Linked DNA regions of Mus musculus: region 2 is linked to region 1. The links are chromatin contacts, called in public Hi-C maps. All regions are on one chromosome and are shown on one strand. The core of a region is the stretch at or near the end of the contact, and the rest is flanking DNA. Distances in the headings are between cores, read along the strand shown.

The links. A called contact is a pair of places that touch in the nucleus more often than the background predicts.
Region 2: a contact with region 1 is called in a Hi-C map of the HPC-7 cell line, with 23 times the contacts expected there. The contact joins two enhancer-like sites. A contact is called at or near these places in 14 of 484 Hi-C or Micro-C datasets (the F1.1 cell line, the G1E-ER4 cell line, the HPC-7 cell line and 3 more).

What each region holds. Positions count from the first base shown.
Region 1 is chr2:132,166,675-132,172,413 of GRCm38.p6, forward strand. The region is part of intron 2 of Gm14051 (a long non-coding RNA gene); the gene reads left to right. Among named protein-coding and RNA genes, the nearest start is that of Slc23a2, 24 kb to the left of the region's middle. Within about 2 kb of position 2,632, at least 39 of the 459 cell types and tissues checked have an H3K27ac peak or open chromatin away from gene starts, as enhancers often do.
Region 2 is chr2:132,280,361-132,286,042 of GRCm38.p6, forward strand. The region is part of intron 1 of Cds2 (CDP-diacylglycerol synthase (phosphatidate cytidylyltransferase) 2); the gene reads left to right. Among named protein-coding and RNA genes, the nearest start is that of Gm46766, 20 kb to the left of the region's middle. Within about 2 kb of position 1,916, at least 98 of the 459 cell types and tissues checked have an H3K27ac peak or open chromatin away from gene starts, as enhancers often do.

The sequences.
Region 1 (5,739 bases), core at 1,382-3,881:
TCTAGGGATTGCCATATGCGGGGATCCATCCCATAATCAGCTTCCAAATGCTGACACCATTGCATACATTAGCAAGATTTTGCTGAAAGGACCCAGATATAGCTCTCTCTTGTGAGACTATGCCGGGGCCTAGCAAACACAGAAGTGGATGATCACAGTCAGCTATTGGATGGGTCACACGGCCCCCAATGGAGGAGCTAGAGAAATTACCCAAGGAGCTAATGGGAACTGCAACCCTATAGGTGGAACAACAATATGAACTAACCAGTACCCCAGAGCTCTTGTCTCTAGCTGCATATGTATCAAAAGATGGCCTAGTCGGCCATCACTGCAAAGAGAGGCCCATTGGACTTGCAAACTTTATATGCCCCAGTACAGGGGAACGCCAGGGCCAAAAAGGGGGAGTGGGTGGGTAGGGGATTGGGGGGATGGGTATGGGGGACCTTTGGGATAGCATTGAAAATGTAAACGAAGAAAATACCTAATAAAAAAAAAAGAAAACTTTACTGAAAAATACCAACTACTAAAAGTTGTTCAAGAGGAAACAAGCAAACAAAAATACTTGTTTAATACTGACACTGAATCTAAATTAAAAATTCTAGCCACTAAACACTTCACCAAACCAAGTGTGCACGAGCAATTTTTCATAACCACAGAGGAACAAGAACCTTCTGCGGTGCCACAGCTAAGAAACAGGACCTAGTCATTCCCAGCAGATCTGTCGTCAAACTAGAAAGGGCAGTGGAAAGAAAGTGGTGGTGGCTCTGCTTCGATCATAATTTTCCACAATTTGACAATTATGGATCAGCATTAACTATGTTTCTTGAGGGGAGGGGCATGAATGTCGTGGTCGGGATACCGTGAGCCATTGTAGTCCAGATGTGCTGACCCTGTGATTTTCTCCCAGTGTGGGAAACAGGAATACACAATTTGTGGCAGTGGGGCAGACTCCCTTGAGGCATGACAGACAGAAGGGCCACCCTGTTGATTCCAGGATGACAAGAATGCTGTTTTCCTGTCTTGAATCGCCAATGTGACTTTCACTGCTTCAGACTAAAGAGGCAAGAACTGATCATCTCAGTAGATTCAAAGGAGACAATCAAAAAGTATCCTATCAGGCTTTTGTGGGTGCATCTAGTCTCTGTGTGGTCCCCTAGAAGCCGACCCTAAGACGAGGCTCAAGCACTAACAGGTAAAATGGGTGGTATGTTTGCCAGGTGAAGCACCCATCTTGGGGGATGAGGAGGTAAGACAGGAAAGAGATGCTGCCCAGAGGAGTGGGTTTCAGCCCCCACAGGGATTTCTGAGAAACTGCAAAGTACATACCTGCCATTTATCCTATCTGACAAGAGTGGGAGGTGAGGGTTAGACAATTCTAGCTCCCAAGAGACATGGGTGGCTTAGAATGGAGCTTGGGGCTATCAACTCCTCAACACATTCAGCCTTTGTCCCTGGGCAAATCTATAGGTTGTTTGAAAGGCATAGGGAAAACCACAGCCCATAGAAGATGATGCCAGCAATTTTTTTTTTTTTTTTTGAGACAGGATCTTTCTAAGTAGTCTTGGCTATCCTGAAGCTCATTATGTATACTAGGCTGGCCTAGAACTCACAAAGTCCTCCTGCCTCTGCCTCCCAAGTGCTAGGACTAAAGGTGTGCGCCACCATACCTGGCCAATGCTAACATTTTAATAGATGCTTGGCACCAGAAAGGTCTGAGGTGACTGGGGCCAGAGAGCATTTGCCACACCTCACATGCCAGTAATAGAATGGCCTTTACTTGCGTTTCATTATTCTCAAATGGGCTCTTTAAAATTAATTTATTATTGTGTATGGGATGCAGATAAGTGCTTGCCATGTGCACACATGGAGATCAGAGGTCACCTCTCGGGATTCGGTGCTCTCCTTCCACTGTGAGAACTAGGCACTAGATTGTCGGGTTTGCACAGCGTCTCTCCCCACTCATTCTCACTGAAGAAATGTCAGCCTCTTTCTTGAAGAGACGGGGTTACCTTCTTGCAGTACTTTTATTCCTGATAAAGAGTAGTTGGTGAAAAGGAAGACAAGTGAAGATCTGGAGAAGAAGCAACAGACAAGCTTGCCACAGTTTGCAGGCCTTGTGGTTGCCACAGAAAGGTCAGAACTGCGAGGCCTATCAGTTAGCTAATGCTGGGTAAGAAGTAATCCCAATGTAAGCAACTGCAAACAAACATTTACTGCACTTTCTGAAAGTGAGGATCACAGGGTGGCAGGGTTGCCAAGGCTCCCAGGAAGCTGAAGGCAAGTTATTGAGAAGGCAGCCATCGTGTGCCAGGAGGGGGGCCCACTTGCATTCCTGCTCCTGTGGCTCTTGCCTGGCTTTGGTTCTTCACATGGGCCTACGCATATACATTTTTATGCCTTGTGGCATTATGACAGAAGGTCTCCCTGGAGAGAGAGCTAAGAAAGTGAAGAGATAGGAGGGGGTCATGCCTTGGGGTAGAACAGTAGACTGGCATGCCTGAGTCCCTCTAGGTTTAATCACCACCATTTAAAACGGGAAGAGAAACAGAAACTGCAGTCTGGGTTCACAGTTTCCAAGGTCTCAGTCCACGGTCACTCACTTGGTTCTGCTTTTTCTGGACCTATGACAAGGCAGGATGACACAGAGTGTGGGCGCGGATGGGAGGAAGATGCTGGGGCAGAGCTGCGCATGACATGGAAGCAGAAAATAAAAGAGAAAGAGCCGAGGGTTTAATATTTTTCAAGAACACGTTTCAGTGACCTAACTTCCTTCCCCCTTGAGAGTACAAGACAGCAGGGGTAGAGTGAGCCTCTTTCTCAAGAATTCAGCACAGGGAATACAGTTAGCAGTAGAGTGCTTGCCTAGGCATGATTGAGGTGCTGAGTCAAAACCCAAACATTTGTTCCTTACTTTGGCTTTAAAAACCTCCCCTGCTTCCACCTTATTTTATTTTACTGTTCCGTAGCAATGCTCTGCCTTCCTCAAATGCACGATCTCTGGGTGGAGGCACACATGTATGAGGAGTGGACTCATGGTAAATAGGATGGGATGCTAAGCTTTCCAGGAAGCGAAAATGCATCAAAAAGTGCCAGGAAGCAGAGGCAGGGGGAATCTCTGTGGGTTTGAGGCCAGCCAGGGATGCAGGGTGAGACCATGCCTCAAAATAAAACCACCACCAACAAAAATCTAGATGAAAATATTGAAATATCTTTACACGTTTTAACTGGGGGGGGGGGGGGGAATCGTAATCATTGTCGTTGGGTGTAGTACCTCATATCTGTAGTGGCAGCACTGGAAGCCAGAGGCAGGGAGAGCTACGAGAGTCTGAGACCAGTCTGGCCTGCATAATGGAGCAACTCTGTCTCAAAAGACCAAAAATAACAAAACCAAAAAAAGATTCGTCATTGTCTATTCACGTACATTGACTGAAAACTCTTGCACAGCCAAGGAAAGTGGAAAGTTACAGATCAGGAAATTTTTTGGTTTTCTAAGACAGAGTCTATCTGTAAATCCTGGCTGTCCTGGAAGTCACTCTGTAGAACAGGCTGGCCTCAAACTCACAGAGACCCACCTGCCTCCATCTCAGGAGTTCTGGGATGAAAGTCATGTGCTGCTGGGCGTGGTGGCGCACGCCTTTAATCCCAGCACTCGGGAGGCAGAGGCAGGCAGATTTCTGAGTTCGAGGCCAGCCTGGTGTACAAAGTGAGCTCCAGGACAGCCAGGGCTATACAGAGAAACCCTGTTTCGAAAAACCAAAAAAAAAAAAAAAAAAAAAAAGTCATGTGCTAACACACCTGGCCCCATGTAAAATATTTTATACATGTGGAAGATGCCTGTGATCCTAGTACCTGGGATGTTGAGAGAGAAGAAACTTAAATGTAAGGCTTAACTTGGATTACATAGTGAGACCTTGTCTCAAAAGCCAAAACAAATTCACAGTGAGATAGTATCTTTTGCCCATCAATCACTAAGTTCTTATTGATTAATAGTCTATTTTTTGTTTGTTTTGTTTTGTTTTTGTTTTTTCTTTTGAGACAGGGCTTCTCCAGAAAGCCCTGGCTGTCCTTGAACTCACTGTGTGGACCAAGCTGCCCCTGCTTCCCAAGTGCTAGGATTAAAGGCATGCACCACCACTGCCACCCCACAACCCTACTACCCCACCACCCCACCCTGGCAAGTTCTTTTTCTCACATAAGAAACCTTTGAGAGCCGGGCGGTGGTGGCGCACGCCTTTAATCCCAGCACTCGGGAGGCAGAGGCAGGCGGATCTCTGAGTTCGAGGCCAGCCTGGTCTACAGAGTGAGTTCCAGGACAGCCAGGACTATACAGAGAAACCCTGTCTCGAAAAACCAAAAAAAAAAAAAAAAAAAAAAAAAAAAAGAAAGAAACCTTTGAGGAGCTGGGCATGGTGGCACACGTATTTAATCCCAGCAGTTCAGAGACAGAGACGGGCTGATCTCTGTGAGTTTGAGGCCAAAGTGAGTTCAGGACAGCCCAGGCTACTAAACAGATAAACCCTGTCTTGAGAAACAAAACAAACAACAACCACAAAATTTACAGACCAATTTTTACTCAGTTACACATTAAAAATATTCCTCTAGATGTGGTGGGGCACACATGTAATCCCAGCACTCAGGAAGCAGAGGCAGGTGGATCTCTGCAAATTCAAGGCCAGCCTGACTTTTATAGTGAGTTCTGGGCCAGCCAGACATACACAGTGAGATTCTGTCTAAACAAAGAACATTTCTTGCTGTATCATGAAGCACATGAGGTCCCATTGCCACAAGTTAAAGGCCAGTCTGAACTACATAATGAGTTCACTGCCATGCTAAGCTACAGCATAAAAAAATTGTTTCAAGAGAACCCAAGAAGTACCAGGCAAGAAACCTGGAGGATGAGGTGGGCCAGAGAGCTGATTTTGCGCTTAAGAGTATTTATTGCTCTTCCAGAGGACTTGAGTTCAATCGCCGTCACCCATATAAGGAGGGTTATGACCATCTGTAACTCCAGGTCCAGGGGATCCCATCTCTTCTGGCCTCCCTGGGCACTAGGCATATATGTGGTGGCATGTACATATGTGGATACATAACTTATTTACACACATAAAATAATAAGTTATATCTAAAATAAAATGTTTTTAATAGACAAGGAAATTATGGAGGCATGAACAGGAACAGTGCCATCCATCATCCTGGAGTCTGGTCGGAGCCTCTGCCAGCTGAGGAGGAAGAAGTGCAGCAAAAGGAACGTTTGTACTGACGTTCGCCCATTCGAGGTTAATCTTCTTTTTCTGTATAGATATTTTATATCAGAATAGCAATGACCCAGGTTAAGGCGACTGAACTTGACCTTGGTTTGTTAGGACTTTGTTCCTTTCCCCAGACATTGCCCTGGGAATCTCAAGCAAAACTGCTTATGCAATAAAGATAACCTGGCTTCCTGATCCCTTTCTCCTTACCGATTATAACCCTATGAACCCTATCAGTTGTCACGGGAACCATCCAGTGATAAGCCGTTATTCGACAGTTCTGAAAACAGTACCATTAACAGTGAGTGCACAGGCCTTCTTCTTGGGTTTATTCCAAGCTCCCCTATTTTCTCTGATGCTGTAACTGGGAGTTGGCCATCATCTCTCTCTCTCAGTGTTTGTTGTTCGTCTATAGAAAGGCTATTGATTTGAGCATTGATTTAATACCCTATCACATTGCTGAAATTGTTGATGGGTTCTAGAAGTTTCC
Region 2 (5,682 bases), core at 666-3,165, 110 kb after region 1:
TTTTTTTCTGAGACAGGATTTCTCTGTATAGCCCTGACTGTCCTGGAACTCACTCTGTAGACCAGGCTGGCCTCGAACTCAGAAATCCTCCTGCCTCTTCCTCCCAAGTGCTGGGATTAAAGGCATACGAGACTGCCCGGCTCGTCTAATTATTCTTGAAGTAGGAATTTTCTTCTTTTGTAGATGAAAAAGATGAAGTCCAAGATGACTTGATTTCCCCCAGGATCCCATGGCTTGTGCTGTGTTTCTTTTCCCTGAGCTGAGGAGTGTCTTGTTTCGAAGGTCAGTGGTAGCTGTTTCTGTTTCATGCTCAGCCTTTCCCTCTTAATGTGCTCCGGGAATGGATGCTCATTATGAAGACAGCTCAGTGGATTGCCGGTATTAGCACTCTGAACATGAGTCAGATGCAGCTGATGGTTGCTTTGATGGTGTCTTGGGAGTTTTCTTGGCATTAGTCCTCTGGTCTCAGGGTAGAAAGAACCTGCAGGGACATGGACAGCCTGGGCTGTCACCATGCAGGACAAGCTCAGTGCCTCTCATGTCTCTCTGGTGTGGCTCATTGAGAGATCCTGTCTCGGGGCCTTAGCCTTCTTTCTGGACAGTCTATCCCGTCATCCTTACATTCTGATTGAGAGGCCGATTCTTTGAACCAACACCTCTTGGAGTTGCTGAGGCCGTGCCCCACAGTCTGTACCTAGAAATTCCTGCTTGAGTATGCGCCGAGGGACTCAGTCAGGCCGGAAATGTTTGCTAACTTTGTCAGTGCTTCGCTGAGACTTAGTTCCAAGAACCTTGAGTTTTCAGGTTCTTCCCCCATGGTAGAATGACCTGGTTGGCAAGGCTGTCAGACATGGGGCATAGCAGTGAGTAAAACAAGCTCCTTCCAACATAGAGTCCATTGTCTGTCTGTCTTTCTTTCTTTCTTTCTTTCTTTCTTTCTTTCTTTCTTTCTTTCTTTCTTTCTTTCTTAGGTTTTTCGAGACAGGCTTTCTCTGTGTATCCCTGGCTGTCCTGGAACTTACTCTGTAGACCAGGCTGGCCTTGAACTCAGAAATCTGCCTGCCTCTGCCTTCCAAGGGCTGGGATTAAAGGTGTGCGCCACCACTGCCCGGCTAGAGTTCATTTTCTGTTGAAGCGTGCAGATGAAGGCTTATTGTCAAGAGCTAATGAAGTTATACAGGATAAAGCAGGTTGTTGTTTTGAGGCTGGGTCTCTCTATGTTGCCCATTCTGTTGGAAAACCCAAGCTCACATGCTCCTCCCACATCTGACTCCTCCCAGGTAGCTGGGACTACAGGTAACATGCTGCCAGGCCTGCCTCCGTCTGTCTTTGTCTTTTCTTCCTTTTCTGTTCTGTTCGTGACAGTCTCACTGTGTAGTCAAGGCTGGCCTCACATTCTTCCTGCCTCAGCCTTTAGTGCTGAGACTTACAGGTGTGTGGCCACCACGCCTGGACTAACTAGCTGTTTCTTACCACAAGGGTAGCATTTTCAAGTGTTAGCTGTTCCCGGGGCTTTCCAGTGTGTAGTCTAGTTTGACTGAGATGTGGACATGTTTCTGAACCTGTCTGAGAAACAAGTGGAAATGTACCTAGACCTGTTAATTCTGTAGTGCTGGGTGGGAGCACTGGGAACTCTAAAAGGCTTTGTGTTTATTCTTTGTTCCTGGCTGTGCATTAGCTGATGTTCAGAAGTGCATCTCAGTACTTTATTTCTGTTGTCTTCTTAACTGGGACTGTTGTCAAACTGTCTTCTAGATATTTATGTTTATGTCAGTTGTCTTAGTTACTTTTCTGTTGCTGTGCCAAAGTACCATGACCAAAGTTGTTTATTACTGAGCCCGCTTAGATGGCTGGGAGGAAGTGATGAGTCGAGAAAGGAGGGAAGCAGGGGGTTGAGTCAATCAAGAGCCAGGCGAGCACACGGTGACCTCTCAGTCACTTTCCAGGAACCTGGCTGGGGTATGTGGTCGGTCATCAGTGCCGCATCCTTTGCCAATGCCCTTTACTCCCTTGAAATAGTTTGGAGATAGTTGATAGTCAAATAGGGTTGTTTTTTGTTTTGTTTTGTTTTTTAAAGTTTATTTATTTTATGTGTATGAGTACACTGTAGCTGTCTTCAGACACACCAGAAGAGGGCATCAGATCTCATTACAGATGGTTGTGAGCCACCATGTGGTTGCTGGCAAATGAATTCAGGAGCTCTAGAAGAGCAGTCAGTGCTCTTACCTACTGAGCAGTCTCTCTCCAGCCCATCAATTAGGTTTTTAAAAGCTGAATCTACGCCCCGCCCTCCCCACCCTTAATCTTTCCTTTCAGTGCTGTTACTGGTGAGGGAGCCTGTAATGAATTCCGTCTTGGAAAGCCCAGTGCTCTTTCTGTAGATCTCAGTATTGATTTGAGACTTTCGGCAGGCAGGGTATGCTAGGGTGGGGGTGCCTCTGCTAGGTCTCAGAAATGATACCCCAGTGTGTGGCACCTTGGCATATGGAGCGTTTCTAAGTCAGAAACAACGGGGTTTGGTGCTTCTCTTCCAGGGCCGCTCTGAGCACCTAACTCTGCTGATGCCTGGAGGGACTTGAACGCTGCTCTACCGCACAGTTGCCAGCAGAGTTGCGTCTGTAACTTTCTTCTCTCAGACTCCCTCCCCAGCAGCCAGCTGCTGAGCCACATCCCAGGAAGGAGCATTTGACTCCACGCAGGGTAGACGTGGTGGATTAGCACTGACTCTCTGGGCCCTCAAAATTGTCAGCTTGTTCATGAAGAGTGTAGATAAGATTCTGTTTTCTGAGTTCTTGAAGTTCACTGGCCTGTGAGTACCCCTCTCTCTGGAGCTAAAATCTGTGTGCCCCTTCTTGTTAATCTTTATAGGGCAAAGAGAAAGTTCACTTTGCTTCTGTAGTTCCCAGCTCACAGTAAATTCATCTTTGACCTTTTCTTTAGACACACAAACTTGTCAAATGGGATTAGTATTGAAAAGCAGTAGAAGTATTTCTTTGTTCTTCCTCACAATACCCGCCCCACCCCACACGCATGCAATACACGTGCAGGCTTTATCTTTTTGTCCTGTAAGAACTCAGTTCAACCTACTGGGCTCTCTCATCAAGATCGACACAGGGCTCCTGACATCTCTTAAGCACCCTCTAGCAGTTTCTCCCCTCTGTACTTGTCTCCATAAGTGGGGGGGGGGGGGGGCGTTGATTACGCTGGCAGCTGGCCAGAAGGCTTGCTTAAGATGGCAAGGTTGTATTCAGCACTAAGGTTACGCTTAGGTTAAGTCTGTGCTCCAGGAGGAGACTTGCAATTTGCATTTAAAGCAGTGCAAAAAATAGTTTGTAAGTTGTGGAGTCATTTCAGCTGCTGGAACTTATGGATTGGACTGTCAGGTCCCCAGAGAGGAGCGAGCTTCAGGGGCATAACCGACCAGTGTGCCACACGCCCGCCACCACGTGGAAGTGAATGAGAGTCTAGTGGGTGGCGCTGCTTCCTTCCTTGTCCCTGTTTTTAGCTTTTCTTAAGACAAACTGGGATAAAATAAGAGAATTTTAACAGGTATCAAAAGAGAATTGGTGTCTGGTAAAGAAATAGGATGTGGAGTCGGCTGAGTCCCACCTACCTGGATTCCCAGTCCGGCCCAGCTTCATTTCTTCTAAAAGGTCAGACTGTCACATGGGGAGCTTTAAAAGGCTTTTTGTGAGCCAGAGGCAACCCTTCGTGAAATACTGAGAATTAAGAGGGAATTGGAAGAAAACAGGGGCGTACTGCTGATTAGGTAGTCAATTTAACACAGGCTAGAGTCTTCAGAGAGGAAGGCACCTCAGCTGAGGAAATGCCTCCATGAGATCCCTCGGTAGGGCATTTTCTCAATTAGTGATCAGTGAGGAAGGGTGGTGCCTTTCCTCGCTGGTGGTCCTGGGTTCTATAAGAAAGCAGGCTGAGCAAGGCATGAACCAGCCAGTCTGCAGCACCTCCGTGGCCTCTGCATCAGCTTCTCTCTCCAGGTTCCAGCCCTGCTTGAATTCCTGTCCTGACTTTCTTCAATGATGGACTATGATCTGGAAGTATAAGCTCAATAAAGCCTTTCCTCTCCAGGTTTGTTTTTGGTGTTTTTATCGAGGCAATAGACATCCTAACTAAGACGGTGCAACTTAAACAACAGTCACACCTAGAAAGAGTAGCGGGCATGAGCTGGCAGGGACTGTTGCGGCCTTAGTGAGGTCCCTCCCCAGCAAAGCCCAGACCATGACACAGGGGTTTCTTGCCCACCCACTGTCTTTCTGCTTCCTTCCACTTTTTCTTCTGTTGGAGACAGACTTCTGTGCTGCTCTGAGACTTGTGTGGTACTAGGCTGAGGGGGTGAAGAGACTGGAAGTCTTCTCAGAGCCACATTTTGAGTAACAGTTTAAAAACATTCGTGCCTTTTGCTTGAGTCTTGGTGTCTAGAGCTCTGCATGTGCCTTCACGCTAAGTGCTTCAGTCTTTCCCTGAAGGGTCTGTGTGACCCAGAGGGGCAGGTTCCCTTCCTTACAGAGGATGCTGTTTCCTGTTTACATCAGCATCACCACCCCTCTGGGACTGGCTCAGGAACTGTGGGAGGATGGGTGGAGGCTGAGGGGCTTGCTCTGCTTATCCTGTGCTCTGCGCCTGGGGAACGGGAACGGGAACGGGAACGGGGAACGGGAATGGGAAAGGAAGGAAGGCTCTTGAGGAAGAGGCGGGGCCCTGGAAAGAAATGGGGTTTCTAGGAGGGAAGTGTGCCCTGGGAAGGAGGAGAGGCCCTGGGAGCAGCCTATTCTGCATGCACTGACCTATGTCCATTAAGGAGGGAGGCGAGGAGGGTTACAGGAGCTCTGAGTAGCAACGGAGGGAGCCGGTGTGTTGTCCATGTGAGCTGGGAGTGGTATGGGGACTGTGTGTTCAGTAGAGTCTTAAGTGTGTAAGGTCTTAAGTGTGAGTTCAAGGAGGACACTGAGATGCATTGCTGGGGAAGGACTTTATTTGAAGAGCTCAGACCACGGCACCAGGGAAAAAGAGCATGGTAGACCTGAAGAGAGAGGGAGACTGGGCCTGGGCAGATCACACTGCCCTCAGCAGGCCTGTCACAGACACCCACACACACTCTACGGTGGCAGGTCCGACTCCCAGGTCCAGGATCTCAGCTAGAAAGTGAATGTACATCAGAGAGCATTGGTAAAGCTTGGGAAGCAGATGGCCTGGCTGCAGGCTTGTGATTTGAAACCACCTCCACTTCCACTCTCAGAAGTGCTTGAGAGACCCAGGGGCTAGAAAAATGCCTCCGTGGTTAAGGGCACTTGCTGTTCTTCCACAAGTTCTGGGTTCAGTTCCCAGCACCCACATGGTGGCTCATCTGTAACTTCATTTCATGGGGACCCAATACCCCCTTCTGGCCTTTCAGGATATAAGTATGTGCATGATGCACATAATACACACAGACACCTGTTGTGGATGGGCCAGGTACTTGAGAACCAATCCCCTAATGAATAAAGGAGCCAATCACTGGGCGAGTAGGCAGGACTTCTGGGTTGGACCGAGGAAGAGAGGAAGCTGGCGAGAGTTGGTTCCCTTTTTGGACAGGGACAGCACGATGGTAAGATATAGCTGCTAGAGTTTCCTGGTATCATGGCGGATCTGCAAGAATTTGCCACCAGAGGAATCAGATTTTAA